2 separate regions of the Mus musculus genome follow, and region 2 is linked to region 1. Evidence: chromatin contacts called from public promoter capture Hi-C data. All regions are on one chromosome and are shown on one strand. The core of a region is the stretch at or near the end of the contact, and the rest is flanking DNA. Distances in the headings are between cores, read along the strand shown.

Evidence for each region. Promoter capture Hi-C pulls out the DNA fragments that hold promoters and counts their contacts.
Region 2: a promoter capture Hi-C map of hippocampal neurons shows a contact between it and region 1, with 2.8 times the contacts expected there. The contact joins the enhancer-like site here to the promoter of Ube2ql1 in region 1. A contact is called at or near these places in 8 of 39 promoter capture datasets (the C10 cell line, cranial neural crest, embryonic stem cells and 5 more) and 1 of 484 Hi-C or Micro-C datasets (embryonic retina).

The regions. Positions count from the first base shown.
Region 1 is chr13:69,738,223-69,741,954 of GRCm38.p6, reverse strand. It overlaps Ube2ql1 (ubiquitin-conjugating enzyme E2Q family-like 1), which reads left to right and starts at 2,058. Exons shown (of 2, transcript NM_001145162.1): 1 at 2,058-3,397. The coding sequence starts at 2,615.
Region 2 is chr13:69,847,987-69,851,718 of GRCm38.p6, reverse strand. No RefSeq gene overlaps it. Among named protein-coding and RNA genes, the nearest start is that of Med10, 40 kb to the right of the region's middle. Within about 2 kb of position 1,943, at least 2 of the 459 cell types and tissues checked have an H3K27ac peak or open chromatin away from gene starts, as enhancers often do. A contact at or near this core is called in hippocampal neurons, where this site is marked.

The DNA.
Region 1 (3,732 bases), core at 809-3,308:
GCTGCTTATGGGCTTGCTCATTGTGGCTTGCTTAACCTGCTTTCTTATAGAAGGCATGACCTCCAGCTCAGGAATGGCTCCAACCACCATTAACTGGCTTTTCTCCCATCATTCACTAAGAAAATGCCCTAGGGCTTGCCTATAGCCCTACTTAACTGAGACTTTTTTTCTCAATTGAAGCTCTCTCCTCTCTGATGGCTCTAGCTTGTGACAAGTTGACACAAATTAACCAGCACATCTTCCTTATGTTGCCTCTGTCAGACATTTTGTCAGAGCAATGAGAAAAGTAGTTGATACAGACATCTGCCAGCCCTCTCTGTGTCTCCTTTTCACCTTCTTTATGCAGCCAGCATGCTTAAAGGAACTCTTGGGACACTGCAGGCAGATCTACCCTTTTGCCCTTCCCTAGTGAAGATGAGGATGAGGAAGATGGTGGTGGTGATGGTGATGGTGATGAAGGAGAAGGCAGGAAGAAGAGGAGGAGAAAGAAGAGGAGGAGGATGAAGAAGAAAATGATGATGATGATGGTAAGGAGGAGGAGGAAGAGGAAGAGAAGGAAGAAGAGGAGGAGAAGGCTACCGTGGAATGCAGTGTTAAACAAAGCAATCAGGAGCCCAGGACAAACAGACCTTGATTCAGCTTCCCTCAGATTCCACCAAATAGTCTGTGTTGTTCTTAGTCCAAATCACCCTGTGGGTCCTGTTGAAAGTCAAAGGATTGACAGGCTCTCTGGAGAACCACCCTCTCCCAGGTGCAATGTTGGGTGGGTGTGAACCTTCTACTCCTCATCTACACCAGCTAGCCTGGCTCCCCCATTACACATCTATCCCCAAATCTGAATCTCCAAACCCAGGTCTGTGTCTTCACAGCGACATCACCAGTTATTTTCCACAGTGAAAACTCAAAATTTGGTAAAAGATGTGAGGGGCAGAAAGGCAAGGGGCTGTCATCTAGAAGGAACGCCTGTCCTGAAGAGCTGAGCTGCTTCCCCTCCCCTCTCTTCCCCCCATCCACACACCAGCAGAGGCAGTAGGCTCTGACGCCAGTTAGGATGGCAGCGGGATAATATTCGTTGTTCTTGAGGGATTGGTTTCGCCTACGCCATTGGGCCACACGCTGCACACCGGAACCGTCACAGTTCGAGCTAATCTGAAATAGATTTTAGTTGGAATTTTCACCAGATTTTTAAGTGAGTTTCCACAGGCTGAAGGAAGAAGGAAAGGCAGGGTGGACTGTGAATCTGCAGGCGGAAGGCGGATCTCTCCCTCATTTGAGTATTGTGGAGGTCCCTCACTCAGGAGAGCAGCCCTGGGGGGCGGGGAGGGGGTGGCCAACGGGGGTTGCTGCTCGGAAAGTCCTTTCCCGCTCTTAGCACCGGTCAGCGCCAGAGAAGGCGTCTGGTGTTATTCTCCGCTGCATTTTGGAAAGCAGCCACCACGCACAGCCTGGCCATGGAAAGCCGAAACGCTGCGGCCAGCAGGCAGGGGATGGGGTGGAAGGAGCAAACCAGTGAGGGCTGAGTGGATTGGCTAAAGGTTTGCTTTTAGTCGTGACTTTGAACGGGCTGTTCTTTAAGTTTGCAGTAGATCTACCCTTTCATCCCGCTTTCCGCCCTGACTTTAAAGTCCTTACGTGTTCCTTCTGTCATTCTAGGCTCCCACCGCCCAGAAGTGTTGCGTAGAAACATTGGGCTCATACCTCTGGTTAGAAGGATTAATAAAGAGGTTGATTTCCACCTTTTCCCTCTGGTTGTCCTAAGGAGGTTAAATGGGATATAAGGCCCGGACCTCAAACACAGCATTCAGGTTTTAGGGTCCCAAAGAATGCAGTGATTCTGAGAGACCCTATTAGCACGCTCAGGCCAGCCCTCCCCTGGCTCCCCAGCGCACGCAGCTAGCACGCAGCCAGGAGAAAATGGTGCGGGCGCGTACCGCTGTCTCCCCCCAGCGGCCGTGCGTGTGTCGCCGCAGGAACCTGGCGGCGGGGGTGGCTCGGTGCAGTCAAGCCCGCGGCTCCGCCCCGCGCTCCCCCTCCCGGCCGGCAGTGCCGCCCCCTCCGCGCCGGGCTCGGCTCAGACGGAGCAGCCGCCTCTGCAATGTCAGCAGCCGCAGCGGCGGCGGCAACGAGAGCGGCAGTGGCCCGGGCCCCGCGGTAGCCGCCAGCGCAGCACGGCCCGGCAGGCGCACAGCGCGACTCCACGGCCACCTCGCTGTCTCCGGGGCACCGCGGGCGGTTGTGCGCGCCGCGGTGCAGCTCTTAGACTCGGGACCAGCGGGTCTGCGGCCGCGCACAAAGGACCACGGACACCCGGCGTCCGGGGACTGCGCCCAGGGACCGGCCAGGAACAGCAGCTGAGCCGCGTCTCCACGCCTCCCCTCCCTGGGCTACCGGAGCCCTTGCCCGAGAAGACCCGTCATATGACAGCGGCGACAAGGCGGCCAGCGAGCGCTGGTACTGCCCGCTCCGCTGCGCCACGGCCGCCGGCTCCTAAGGTGGCCCTCGCCGCGCCCCACTAAGCGGTCGTCTGCCTCCCCCCCACAAGCCCCGTGCGTCCCAGCTATCCGGCTCGGGGAACAGGAGCCCCGGCAAGCCCCTCGCCAGAGCCGAGCCTAAGATGGCCACGCTGCTCCGTAAAATCGGGCTCATTCGCCTGCACAACCGGGACACCGAGGACCCCAAGCACCACCACAACCACCGTGGCGGAGGCGGCGGCCAGCAGAGCGCATCGCTGCGCGGCAAAGGTGGTGGTAAGAGCAGCGGCCACAAGCAGCAGCAGCAACAGCAGCACCCCGGGGGCTCAGGCGACGCCAGCCCGGGGCCCGGCAAGGGCAAGAGTAAGCGCGCGGCGGAACTGGCCGCGCGCGACAAGCAGCCGCAGCCAGCCGCGGGGGCGGCGGGGGCGGCGGGCGCCGGGGGCCCCCGGGAGCGGGCGGCGGGCGCCAGGGCGGGGCCGGGCCCCGCGGTGGCCGCGGCGGCGGCGGGCGGCAGCCTAGTGCCCGCGGCGCGCCAGCAGCACTGCACACAGGTGCGCAGCCGGCGGCTCATGAAGGAGCTCCAGGACATCGCGCGCCTCAGCGACCGCTTCATCTCGGTGGAGCTGGTAAACGAGAACCTCTTCGACTGGAACGTGAAGCTGCACCAGGTGGACAAGGACTCGGTGCTGTGGCAGGACATGAAGGAGACCAACACAGAGTTCATCCTGCTCAACCTCACCTTCCCCGATAACTTCCCCTTCTCGCCGCCCTTCATGCGGGTGCTCAGCCCGCGACTGGAGAACGGCTACGTGCTGGACGGAGGCGCCATCTGCATGGAGCTGCTCACGCCGCGCGGCTGGTCCAGCGCCTACACGGTGGAGGCCGTCATGCGCCAGTTTGCTGCCAGCCTGGTCAAGGGCCAGGTAAGACGGCCAGGAGCAGAGGCCCGGGTTGGGTGGGGAGTTCGAGGCTAGGCCTGAGATGGAAAGCGATGTTTGACCCCTCTAGGCGTAGGTGAGAACTGGCCCAGATCCTCCCGAACAAGCCTGCCAGGGACGCTTCGCCCCACCTCCTCCGCTTCTTTTCGTAAAGGATTTCTCCCTGCCTGTTTCTGTACCTGGTCTCTATACCTGACACTGATTCTACTAGAACCGCGGTGCTCTCCGGTTGTCAGTTCTCTTGCTTTCTCCCAGGTCCTCTCTCCCTTTCTTCTACTTTGCTTCAGGTTAACCTTCGGTCCTTCTTCCCTCCAACCCCT
Region 2 (3,732 bases), core at 694-3,193, 110 kb before region 1:
GTGGAGCACAAGAATATCTGTGTTGTCTACATCCCTTTTTCTGTTACTGTGATAAAACATTCTGAATAGAGCATTTCCAGTAGAAAAAGTTTTGTTTTTAGCTCATACAGTGCATAATGACAAGGAAGTCAGAGAGGCAGGAGCTTAGACAGCTGGTCACGTTGCATCCACAGTCAAGAAACAGAGAAACAAATCAATGTTTGTGCTCAGCTCTTATTCAGTGAAGCATCCCTGCCTAGGGAATAATGCCACCCACAGTGGGCAGGTCTTCTCCTACCAATTAACATACTCAAAACAACTCTACTCACATATGCCTACAGAACAACCTAATCTAGACAATCCTTCATTGAGATGCTCTTCCCAGGTGACTCTACATCAAGTCCACAATCAATTGTATCAGCACAGTTGTCCATACCTGGATAGCAATTTATAAAATCATGTATTCAATGTCTTGAAGTGAAAATCTAATATTTTTAATTTACAATTTTTCACTTGGTTAAAGTACAGATTTACAATGATTCTCACAAAATATAATCTGGAATCATTACTTTTAGTGTTAGGGCCATCAGCCCACCAAACCACCATGACCAGGATCCACTACACCTCAGGCTGGCCACATTTATACCCTACTGTTCTCAACAGTATGAGATCACGTGCTTTGCTCAGCTAATACACAGACTGAGAATATCCAAGAAGCAATCAGCCAAACTTAAAAATGTACCACCAAAACCTTCAAGAAGAGTCCTATTGTTGCAGAATTCAGACTCACTCTCACATCTTTGAAACTTTTTGTGAGATGATAATGTTCAGCACATAGATGAATTTTAACTTACTTACCAGGTGAGTTCTGGTTTAATCTCTGACCCCTAAGAAGAAGAAGAAGATGGCATTAATCACAAAGAGAAGCAAACAACCTGTATGTTGTGTTCCTTTCATCTGCAGTGGCAAAGAAATGCCTTGCATGGGAGATGGTTGTCCATCTGGTGAAGAAATGTTACAGTCCAATTCTGTTGTCCAGGTCTACCTATGAGCCATAGAATCTAATTGACTTTTGTTTTGTTAATGTCCTTTCTTCTCTTTGCAAGAATTTTTATATTTACTATAAAGTAAAAATTCATGTTGAGGTACAAAAACCATCTGTTGGGTAGAGGCAGGGGGTGCTGGCAATGTCTTATCATGCTCAGGAAAGCTCCTGGACAGAGAACCAGACCCACAAGTCCAAGACATCTAGCCTGAGAAGCCCCTGGACAGGAATAGCATCTCCCTCAAAACCAAAGAGCAGGTGTGTCCATGCCCGTTATTAAATGATCCAGGTCACTGAGCTTCTTGTCTAGATTACCACATACCCACTGAGTATGCAGCCATTCACATGAGCCCATCTACCTTATTCCCATGGGGCTTGAGAGCAAGGAGTGTCTATGCTGTGTTAAATGCCTTTGTCCCTAAACAATGAATATGTGCCTTCTATAAGCATGCATGAATCTCTAACAGGCTGCCATATAACCCTTCATGCAAGGTCAAACCCAAGACCCTGACACCTCTGAAGACAACAGATGCCCCTGAGATCTGACCTGATAATTCATGACATGGAATGTGTGGATGTGATAAAAAGACAAAGTAATATGACTGTCCACAGTATAACAGTGGAAGATGAAGGAAGACCTGTAAGCCCAGGGCAGCTCCAATCCACCTCACATGGAACATTTTCTGGGAAGGAACACAGATGGTCAAAGGACTCTTGGGGCCCAGGACCAGTCCCCCAGTACAGGAAGGAATTCTGTTGCAGTTCACTCCAAAGCTAATAAACAACCAGATGAAATTGAAGCTTTGGCTGCCATGTGTGAGTATATTAAGCTCTGGATCCCATCAAAACAATTCAATAACTCAATGCCATGTTCCCAGCTTTGGTGCATTTTTCCAACCGGCATCTGTTCTTATTTGAGCAGGGCAGAGAGAATTGGATAAGGCAAGCTAGCTCTGACATTGCCAACTTCAGCAGCCACAGCCCTACCAGCAGCTGCTGAGAAGGAAGAAGAAAGACTTTAAATCCACCTAAGAAGCTCAACCACTAGTCACAGAGGCTTCCTTCAGAGCCACCATCCACCATTTCCAGAACAAAATATCTAGAAGCCATTGCTGGGTGACCAAGTGTTGAAGTACTTGCTTCTCTCTCACTGAGTCCTCAAAGGGCCATATCACTGACAGATAACACCTGTAAGAAAGACATGACCACCATCTGCTCCATATCCACACCTACTCCTGGGCACTGTACAGCCAAGAGTCAAATCTCATTGCGCTGGGACTTAGGTTCATGAACAGTCTTCAATATTTTGATGTAATGGGATAAATTTGGGTAAAGAGATATAAAGTGGCAAATGTTAATATGTTCAGAGGTGACCTATAGTATTCATGTGCTCCATTCAGTTTGGGGAAACCAAGAGCCGAGGGCCAAATGTTCCCATCTACATGTGCACCCATTGCCTGTGTCTTCCCCTGACTGCAGTAGCAGAGGCAACTGAGCAGCATTAGGGGATGCCATGTGACTGGCATAGTTAGATGCAGGCTCTCTCTGTCCCCTTACACAACAGTTGGCTAAAAGCTATCCTAAAGCTCAGACCTACACATCACACAGCTCTTTGGTTTATAGGTGAATCTAGGTAAAGCTGTCAGATGAATCTCTCTCCAGGGGCCATGCCTGTGTCAAGAGAGATAGCCACAGAGACACCACAGCATGGCCACGGTGTGGATGTGTCCTCGTTTCAGGAAGCAATGGGTGGGCACGTTCAGATTCTAGGGCACACAGGAGACAGAGAAAGAGATGCATTAAGCAGGTTGAGATCTTCCGAGCACTCACATCTGGGTAGAGCAACTGAGAGCAACTGAGAGGACTGCAGAAAAGTAAGAGATGAAAAAATTAAACTTTACCTTCTCTTATATCTCCACAGCATTGTAGATATCAGAGCTTCTCAGCGGATACTAAACGGGGGCCCAGCTTTCCTGCCAACTGCTGTGACTGGATTACAGAAGGTTAAAAATCATGTGACTGTGACATGCTTTCTGGGGACTCACACTGGATTTTAAAAGCTCATAGAAGCCACAAAGCAAAGAAATGCCTAAAGATTTCAACAGGTTTCAACGCCGAGAAAGTGAACCTTTCATCCTTAGAGCTGTCACTTTTAACTTTATGCTGGCACTCCTGAGCTGATCCTTTGACACTTCTGAATTTCAGACCACCCTGCTCTGTTTTTACAAATGAGGCAGAGCACCCTATACCTCAGAGTCTACCTCACACAGCCGTTGGCAGAGAGAGGTTGCTCCCTGGTAGTGTGAGAGAATTGAAAGCCAGCGCCAATGCCCATGTGAATCCCTCTGATGGGAGAGGATTGCATCAATGCTTTATGATCCAAATGCCCATCTTTAGGAAGGCAATGGACAGAGCATTTAGTGCATATCTGAACATGAGCTATGACAGTCAATGGCAAGAAGCCACATCTGCCTTGCAGGCGATGGTTCTACCGTATCCTCGGCCAAAGTCACATTGATTCTATGTTCGCAGCCAACAAAGACAGGAGCAGAAAGCTTCTGCATGTGGACAGGCAGCAAGGATGGCTCCAGTCACCTTTTTGCTGGCAGCAGGCTGACTGGCCAGCTCAATAAGGACATGGAGTGGGTTCACTGTCATGATCAACATCTGATTCCCAGCCATCTCTTGTCCAGGTGTCAGAATGCTGG